Regions from separate parts of the Hordeum vulgare genome. Here region 2 is linked to region 1. Evidence: chromatin contacts called from public Hi-C data. All regions are on one chromosome and are shown on one strand. The core of a region is the stretch at or near the end of the contact, and the rest is flanking DNA. Distances in the headings are between cores, read along the strand shown.

Region 1 (4,837 bases), core at 797-3,296:
GGGACAGATATGACCTACGATATGACTTAGAAATCAGAACAAGTCGCAACATATCCATCTACGGATCCAGGAGGTACTCCCCCACTCGATGGGACGAAGAACCACCTCGAGTCGCCGACAAGAACAGAGGTCGGGAACCGTACCGGGCTCAACCCGAAGCTGATATCCGACACAATATAGCCCGGATTAGAGGCGCCGCTCACCCACTATGCTTCACAAATGAGGTCAAGCAACACCAATTACCGGAAGGGTTTAAACCCGTGAACATAGAACAATACGACGGGACGTCAGACCCTGCCATGTGAATACAAGATTTCCTTATCCACATCCATAGGGCTAGGGGAGACGATCTCCACATCATAAAATACTAACCCGTAAAGTTGAAAGGACTGGCACGACACTGGTTAAACAGCTTACCCGAAGACTCCATCGGGAGCTGGGAAGAGATCGGGGAGGCTTTCCTATCAAACTTCCAGGGAACCTATGTTCGGCCGCCGGATTCATCCGACCTGAGCAACGTCGTTCAAAAGGTGGGCGAATCGGCCAGAGAATTCTGGAATCAATTCCTAAACAAGAAAAACGAAATCGTGGACTCTCCGGATGCCCAGACAATAGCCTCTTTTAGGCACAACATCCGAGACGAATGTCTGGCTCTACTGCTCAGTCAGGATAGGTCGAGAACAATGTTCGCCCTCACTTCCCTCATGACCCGCTTTTGCGCGGGTGAAGATAATTGGCTAGCTCGGCGCAGACACAATGCGGACGACCCTGAAACCTCTGAAGTTCAGGAGGAAATGGCAAGACAATAAAAACAAGAACAAATGCCGCCACCGTTGTCGGGGATATACCCTGCAGTGTAACCCGGCTTGAAGTATGATCCGCCAAGGACTTGGCGACTCACCGATGACTCAGTAGTGACCTGGCGGGCAGCTCATACTTGACCCCACAGGCGACTCGGACAAATGACAAAGGCCCAAGGCCCGGCGTACACCCTGGCATAAGGTGGCTCATAGAGAGGCCAGGAGGGCCGGCTCACAAGAGAAGGCCCAAGAAGAGGAGAGACTCCCTCACAAATGAAACAAGACCCGGATTAGGATTCAAGAGAGACTATTCCTATTCCTACTCCTAATAGGACTCGACATGTAAATCTACCCCTTCCACTTATATAAGGAGGGGTAAGGCGCCCCAAGAGGGACAAGTTTCAAAACTTAGGTCTAGACAAGACAAATCATGAGATAGACAGATTCGACACCCGCGAAATTAGAGGTGGCGAGTCTGCACCCTTGTAATCAAGATCATCATTTACATCAATGAAACACAAGTAGGGCGTAGGCTTTTACCTCCATCGGAGGGGCCGAACTTGGGTAAACTCGCGTCTCTCAATTCCGACCAACCCCTCTCAAGCCGCCACATGGTTGCGATGGCCTCACACCTATATCCTTGCACGGGGACATATGCCATGACAAAACCACGACATTTGGCGCCAACCGTGGGGGCATGCGTACGGTGAAATAGTGTTCTTCGAGGGAGCTCTTCACGGATCGAGAAGCTTACGATGGATCAGATATAGAAGAGACGGCACAGAACGATCGTGCTTTTGATGATTTCAAATGAAAGGGCTCGGGCGGAAGGATCAACATTATCTCCGGCAAGATGAATCGAAACAGTATATACGAGGTTGGAATTCCAAGAAAAGTTAGGGTTTTGTGGTGTGCCGCCGCACACGACTTACGATCCGGTGATTCGAAGCCAAATCGGATCAGGAAACCAAGGCAAAACTAAAGCCCCTGGCCTGCTGGCTGCTGCAGCAGGCTGCTTCTCCCGTGTGGGGCCATCCCCAACGCTGCCGCGACGCACCTTTGTCATTATGGCCTCGTCGCTGTCGAGTCGTTGCTCCTGCCGGCTAGCCACCGCTACTCCTGCCGGCGAGCCACCCCGCGCCGCCGCATCGATGCCCCACCAAGCCACCTCTGCCGCCTAGCCACCGCTGCTCCTACCGATGAGCCGCCCCGCGCGTGCCTCACCGCACCAGTCGCCCTCGCGCGGACCCCGCGTTAGACAGAGGCTCTCCATCTGGCTGCAGCTCCACCAAGCACTGCCTGCACCTTCCCCTGCGTGCAGCAACCTGCCTGCGCCCGTCGCCACCTAGTTCCTCACGCACGACCCGGCCCTGGTGCGAAACGGCCCTCGACAACGTTTGCGCCTCTCCTAGTCGTGCATCGACTCGACCTCGTCTCCAAGTCGCCTGTCCGAGTCAGGTTGTTACTGCTGCCTCGGTCGGCCACGGATTCTGCTATGGCCTTGGCCGCGCTGCTCCTCCTTGCACCCGCGTGCGTTTATGCCTGACTAATTCCGGCCCACCTGTACTTCACCGTCGTGTCCGGGACATATGTTGTGCCCGTTGCGCTGCTCCGCCCTGCTACGTTCATGGCACAATGCCCCGGACGGATCCGACGCACCTGACGCGCCCGCGTCTCTTGAGCCGCCCCCGCGAGAGCCTACACTCACATTGATTCGCCATCCGCGCCCGTGGCGCCGATTCGCTCCGCCACGCTCACTGCATCGCGCGCTCACCGTCTCTGCCGCACACAGCCTCCACCAGCGTTTCTCCGAGCCATTAGCTGAGTCGACCTCATCTCCGAGTCACCCTCCCAGCCATCGCAGGTCTCGGACTCCACTTTGTCGTGCAGCTCAAGCCGCCGCGTACGCTGCACCGTGCCTGCCTGTGACATGGGCCCACGGCCAGCCTCGACCCGCCGTCGGCACCCACTCCGAGCCGACTCGCATCTGCTGCCACGCTTGTCGGCCGCCATGGCCTCGTCCACGGCCAAATCACTGACCTCATCCAGAACCCGCCGGTGCTTGCGGTCATCATCTTCAAGTCGCCCGCTGCTGACCCGCCGGTGCTACGCGCTGCTCCGGCCGACCGTGCCCTCTCGTCCGCACCCGCGCAAACCGCCTCTGCCCCCCGCCTTAGCCTGTCTCGACTTGCCGCACCACCCAAGAGCCGCCATCGCACACCGCTACTGTGGCTCGCTCCACCGCGGCCTCACCTCCAAAGTATGAAAAGAAAAGGGAAGCCTGGACAGAGAGGAAGGGAAGCAACGATAGGGAAAGCTGAAGGAGTTTGGTCATCACTACTTTTTACATATAGTATAATAGTATCCGCGCTCATCTGTCATCCAAATATAACAGGTGCTATCTACTCCATTTATTTGTACAACATATATTATTTTTTGTGAAAACAATTACTTTTGGCTTGTAATATTTTACTATGCAGGACAATTGTTCATTTAAAAAAAAGCGTCATATTGCGAGTACGAAGCTTGTGTCAATCAACGTCATGGGCGACTCACCATCTGTACCTATTTACAATGACGTGGCCAACTCTCACGTCTGCACGATCAAGGCGACTTACAATGACGCGGTCAACTTTCACGTCCGCACGACTAAGACAGCTTACAAAACATCGCCTTCGTGGTCCGGACAACATCAACCCACCAGTGCAGTGTACGCTAGTGCGAGCCGCCCACCATACGCACCTAAGCCGCCGCCTCCGCTGCATGGTTCATATAAAATATGTTAGAAAATTTTCCGACGTTCATCCGTGAAAAACACATCAGGTGCTATTCATCTTATCTACTTTTTAGTACATGTTATTTGTCCAAGAACGATTACTTTGGGCTGCAATATTTTTACACAGGGGGACTCTTCAGTACAAAAAGTGGCTTTATATCTTGGAGATGGAGCGGGTACGGGCATCTTTCTCTACTGGCTTATGCCACAGTCAAATATGAAGACTCTCAAACCGCCTCCTTGAGTCGACTTAAGACTCGGGGGCTACACAGACATGGCTCTCCAGATCCAACCAGGCTGAATAATTCAAGAACCCCGGGTCATTGCAGGGAAGATAACCCGGCCCCGAGGGCTATTGCCTCATTAGCGGGCATTTTAAAGTTGCCCAAGAGGACGAGTCGCCACGATGCGCCGTTCAAACATGCGTGCCCTGTTTCATTGGCAGGCATTTTAAAGTCGCCCAAGAGGACGAGTCGGCACGATGCGTCGTTCAAACATGGGTGCCATGCTTCATTGGCATGCATTTTAAAGTCGCCCAAGAGGACGAGTCGCCACGATGCGCAGTTCAAACATGGGTGCCTGGCTTAAGGAAAAAATTCATGGTTAAACCTGCCTGTCTGCGTGATGCTACCCCGAACCCCCTGTACTTCGTTTCATTGTAAGTCAATCCATATGGACCCTGAACTTATCCGGGTTAAAACATCGATTGGGTCATGTGGGAGCCGGCTTACAGAAAGCGAGGATACTCCATGAGCCATTAAGCAGCCTTCTTGGTCAAACCTGCCTGTCTGCATGATGCTGCTCCGAACCCCGTGTACTCTCGATATGTCAATCCAGTTGGACCCTGAACTATCTAGGTTAAAACATCGATTGGTCGTGAGTGTCGACTTACAGAAAGCGAGGATATTCCATGGGCTATTAAGCCACCTTATTTGAGATTTAGTTAAACCCGCCTGTCTGCATGATGCTACTCCAAACCCCGTGTACTCTCGATAAGTCAATCCATTTGGACCCTGACTTCCAGGTTAAAATATTGATTAGGTAGTGAGGGCCGGCTTACAGAGAGTGAGGATAAACCAGTGGCTATCAAGCTAGTTTCATTGAAATAAGATTCAAGTCTCATAAACCAGCACTATTTTGTCATATACATGCATCATCTTGCATTGCATCATGCATCATACATACATATCATGCCGGTCTTCAAACCGGGTCAAAGCATAAATTCTTGCATGTGCAAATAAATCTTCGAATAGTCAATTTG
Region 2 (4,837 bases), core at 1,735-4,234, 190 kb after region 1:
GACTTCACCAAGATATCCAAAGATGGTGATGCCATTACTATAGCTAAGTGCAACCATTGCACCGCTGAGTTGTCAGCTAAGTCTGGACATGGTACGTCTCATCTCCTTAGGCACACTAAAGCGCAACATAAGACTGATCAATCAACAATGAATAATTTTTTCTTGAAATCTGAAACAAATGATGATGGAACAAATGCATTGAAAAATGTTAGATATGATGCTCAAGTAGCTAGACATGCAATCTCTATATATCTTGTGTCCGGTTCTCATCCATTTACAACAGTTGAAGAAGATGGTTTTAGAACAATGATGGCTGCTTGTTGTCCAGCATTCAAGAGTATTGGTCGACACACAATAAAAAGAGAGATAATGGCAATGTTTCTTGCCCAGAAAAAAGAATTTCTTGAAATTATTGTTGCTTCCCCTGGTAGAGTAAGTTTCACATCTGATAATTGGAAATCTGAAGTCACCAAGCATAGCTATATTTGTATTACATGTCATTACATAGATGCTGATTGGAAACTAAACAAAAGAATTGTTTGGTTCAAAAAAATTAATCCACCATATGATGGAGCATCTATTGCCGATGAGGTCCATCTAGCTTTTCGTGAATGGAGGATTGAGAAGAAAGTGATGTGCATCACTCTTGATAATGCAGCCTATAATGATAGAATGATTGTTTGCTTGCGAATCCACTTGTGTCAAGGTGCTTTACCTTTGTCTGGCATATTCTTTCAAATCCGTTGTTGTGCACACATACTGAATTTGGTAGTTCAATCTGGTTTGACATTGATTGATCATGTTGTGGCCAAACTTAGAGATGGTATAATGTACCTAAAGGCTTCAGGTAATAGGCTGCACAAGTTTTATAATACTGCTACAACTATTTTCAACCTAGAAGAATCAAGGAAGTTGAAACCTGACATGCCCATTCGTTGGAATTCAACGTATACTATGCTTGGCTGCTGTTTGTACTTTAAAGAAGCGTTGCAGTGGTATTCTGAGAGGGATAGCATCTTCAAGGTGAATTTTTGGCCATCAGAGGAAGAATGGGCCAAGGTATCTCATATGTATCAGTTCTTGGAGGTTTTCTTCAAGGTAACTACTGTTTTCTCAAGAATAAAATATCAAACAGCCAACTTGTACTTCATGAATGTTTATCTGGTTCATACTGCTATTATTGAGGCAACTGATGGTATAAATAGCTACATGGGTCCAATGTTGTTCGTTATGAGAGCAAAGTTCATGAAATATTGGTCTGACTATAGCGTATTTCTATCTTGTGCTGCTGTTCTTGATCCCCGTATTAAGTTCAAGTTCTTAGCTTATTCCTACTCCAAGTTGTATGAAGAGGATGATGCCAACCGTCGCATTGCTGATGTTAGAAGTACCTTGACTTCTTTATTTAATGAGTATGGAAGTGTTTTACCCGTTCATGACAACTTAGCCAAAACTAGTATGCCAAGCACTTGTGGACTTGGTGCCTTTTCTGACTATGATCAGTATGTGGAAAACACGAGCTCACATGAAGAGAAATCTGAATTGGAATTGTACTTGGCTGAACCTGTGAAGAGGTTGAATGAGAACATTGATATCTTGGATTACTGGAGCAAGTCTGCAGCTAGGTATCCGCAGCTAGCAAGATTGGCGCGTGATATCCTTGTTGTTCCCGTGTCAAGTGTTGCATCAGAATCTGCTTTCAGCTTGAGTAAGAAGGTTATAACCCCGAGTCGCGCCTCACTTAAACCAAAGACGGTTGAGGCCTTGATGTGTTTGCAAGATTGGTATCGCTGCAAATTGAATAAAAAACATGGTATATAGTTTAACTTACTTTGTTCTCTTTCTTCATTCTATGTTTACTTGCAAAAGATTATTAACTCAATCTGTTGTTGTAATTGTAGATAATAAGAGAAAGGCAGAAATGGTTGAGCTAGATGATGATGAAAATTCTTCTTCCGATGAAGAAGAATGTAACATCCCTATTCTTTATTCATGTCAACTTCTCAAGTTCAACACGTACTTTAGAGCTTGTAGCTAACCTGCCGTTTATTGCATTTTGTAGAGTTCTTGCTAGGGCAATGAGATGAGTAGAAGAAGCAGAAGAGAAGGCATGTCGAGATGTAACCATCCAGGATCCAACATTTTTTAGAGTTCTATGAATTGCCCATCTGGCCTGTAACAATACATTTATGCACTTATGTTTCTACAAACTAAAAACTGGAATGTTTTGATACTATTTGATGCGAAGACAATGCACTTTACTCCTGTTTTGGCGTACATTTATGCACTTATGTTTCTACAAACTAAAAACTGGAATGTTTTGATACTATTTGATGCGAAGACAATGCACTTTACTCCTGTTTTGGCGTACATTTATGCACTTATGTTTCTACAAACTCAAAACTGGAATATTTTGATACTATTTGATGCGAAGACAATGCACTTTACTGCTGTTTTGGCGTACATTTATGCACTTATGTTTCTACAAACTCAAAACTGGAATGTTTTGATACTATTTGATGCGAAGACAATGCATTTTACTGCTGTTTTGATGCTGCTGTGCTGCTATCTTATTATGTTCATTTTTCTGGACATGTACTTTCATTACAATGTCAAGGGCCTTTGGGAGGGCTTAGGGCTTTCGGGCTTTCTGCGTTGGGAGGGCCTGGGCCTGAGAAACGTAGAATTTTCGTGAGCCTCGGCCTTATCTCCATGCCTTGGGCTTGTTGGGGCCTGGGCCGAGGCCCGGCTCGGCCCATGGCCAGATAGAGGCTCGGCTCTCCCCCTCTCCGCTCTTCTTCTCGTTTCCAAACCTAACTAAAATACGGAGCAGAAGGAAAAAACTCACACTGCCATTCTTTTGGAACGGAAAACCTACCATCTTTTTTTTTTGTTTGAATGTTGGAAAACCTACCATCTTTGAAAAGCCCTAGCACGACCTTTCTATTTCAGCTCCATCCCATCCCATCCCGAGAAAGCAAAACAAAACAAATACTTTCTCGGAGAGCAACAAGAGTCCACTAGTCCTACTCCGGTCCGGCCCTCCCCGCAGCCGCCGCGCACAGGCCCAGCCCCCAAACCAGAGCGAGCGGTCGGCGGCGCGTGGGAAGGGGGAACGATGGATGCGCGGCGGTGGCAGTCCCCGGCGGCGGCGGCCGCGGCGGCCGAGGCAGCGGCGGAGGACGCGTCCGGCCGCGGGGCCGGGCCCTCGAGGCGGCCGCCGCGCCGCGGCCTGCACCGCGCGTCGCCCTACGGGCTGAGTCCCCGGCCGTGGCTCCCGAAGCCCCCGGTGGCCTCCAGTGCCTTCTCCGCCGCGTCCCGTGACCACGCCGCCGCAGGTATATCCTCTCCCCCACCATTGTTATGTTCGGCGATTGGCACCAATCTAGGGTTGTATAAGCACCGAAAAAGCCCTCCGATCTGGTCCATTTTAGCTGATTATTTCAGGCCTGGGAACCTCATTTGGTTTTAGCTATTTGATGTGGTTTGGTACCGCACCATTTTCCTCCTGGAACGTGTACAGTATGGTTTGTTGCGGAGTCAACATGGGGTCAAGCTTGTGAGTTGAATCCTTGCCGTGGGTACAAGTTTGTGCACCTGCGGTAGCGTCCAACCAGCATTATAGATTTGTAGTAGAATTTCTGCAGTAAGCAGGGCAGTTTCCACGAGTTCAGTTCACTATTGGATGCTAATTCATCCTGTGTTTTGTCTTCATCAGTGAAGGGATTCCTTACTTATTTGATCTGGGTGTTGGATAAGCTACTCCTCTTTGTACCATTTATTATTATTTTAATGTAATCTATGATGTGATCTGAAATTCGATTGTATCATTTGCTTGTTGCCCCATTGGTTAATATAGAGTTATTGAAATTAGTGCAAAAGTAGTTCCTTCTTTTTCTTGCAAAGTATGTCCAACTTTTGATTCCTTTTTGCTGCTTCTAATGTTGCAGACGATAATCGGATGGGTCAGTATGAATCAATGGATGTAGCGCATGAAGCCAGCAGAGTAACACATGAATTAAGCAGGGTACATTTTAATTAGTGCATTGAATTCATTAGCTCGTCTTCCTATGATTTGTATAACTTAATGGATCTGCTATATATAGAGCTTCCTTGCATACTTCTTTACATTGTCTCAAATGCCATGCTGTGCCACGGTTACAATAAACTGTAGGTCATGCAAGTATTGTGCAGAGTGATCTGTTCAATTAGTGGCACATGGATGTTTCACTGTAAAGAAATTAATACAACAATGCATCCCGTAGAAGTTCTGTTCCGTTCATAGTAAAAGAATCCAATTTTTTGTATCTGCTGTCCAGAGAATAGTCCATTTTACATTTCCCTCATCAGGTTAATGCCCGAATCGGTTAATCTTTTTATAAGCGCATGTACTGGTTGAACTGAAAGATGATGACCATATATGTAATTCTGAGCTGATATATTGCTTGAGAGCTGCAAGGTCAATTGTTTACTTTGTGATTTTACTCTGTTAGCATGGTTGGCCAGTAGTATTAGATTCGACCTCCAGTTATGATGTATCTGCTGGTGATTTTCTGTAACCTCTGATCTACCTTAAACTGCAGAATAAGTCTATGGAACCAAACACCATTGCTATAACCAATGTGGCCCCAACGTTTGGAAACGATGTCAACCTGCTGCCAGAAGGTGATTACATAAATCGAAGCGATGGCAGTCGACTTGCTGAAATCGAGAAGATCATCAAACAGAAGCAGTTTTCTAGGTAGGTTTCATGGTGTGTACTTTTAGACTTTCTGCAGTCTGCTTTAATTTCAATCTTTAATTATAGTTTGCTGGATCCTTCTGTAAGTGTATGTGG

Evidence for each region. Hi-C and Micro-C count contacts between places; a contact is called where the count stands out from the background.
Region 2: a Hi-C map of seedling shows a contact between it and region 1, with 4 times the contacts expected there. The contact joins the promoter of LOC123408720 here to the enhancer-like site in region 1. A contact is called at or near these places in 2 of 6 Hi-C or Micro-C datasets (leaf and seedling).

Annotation. Positions count from the first base shown.
Region 1 is chr7H:528,879,040-528,883,876 of MorexV3_pseudomolecules_assembly, forward strand. It overlaps the pseudogene LOC123409216. Among protein-coding and RNA genes, the nearest start is that of LOC123408720, 190 kb to the right of the region's middle. Within about 2 kb of position 2,047, at least 2 of the 3 cell types and tissues checked have open chromatin away from gene starts, as enhancers often do. A contact at or near this core is called in leaf and seedling, where this site is marked.
Region 2 is chr7H:529,064,338-529,069,174 of MorexV3_pseudomolecules_assembly, forward strand. LOC123408720 reads left to right here and starts at 2,985. Exons shown (of 8, transcript XM_045101771.1): 1 at 2,985-3,338; 2 at 3,951-4,027; 3 at 4,584-4,741. The coding sequence starts at 3,119.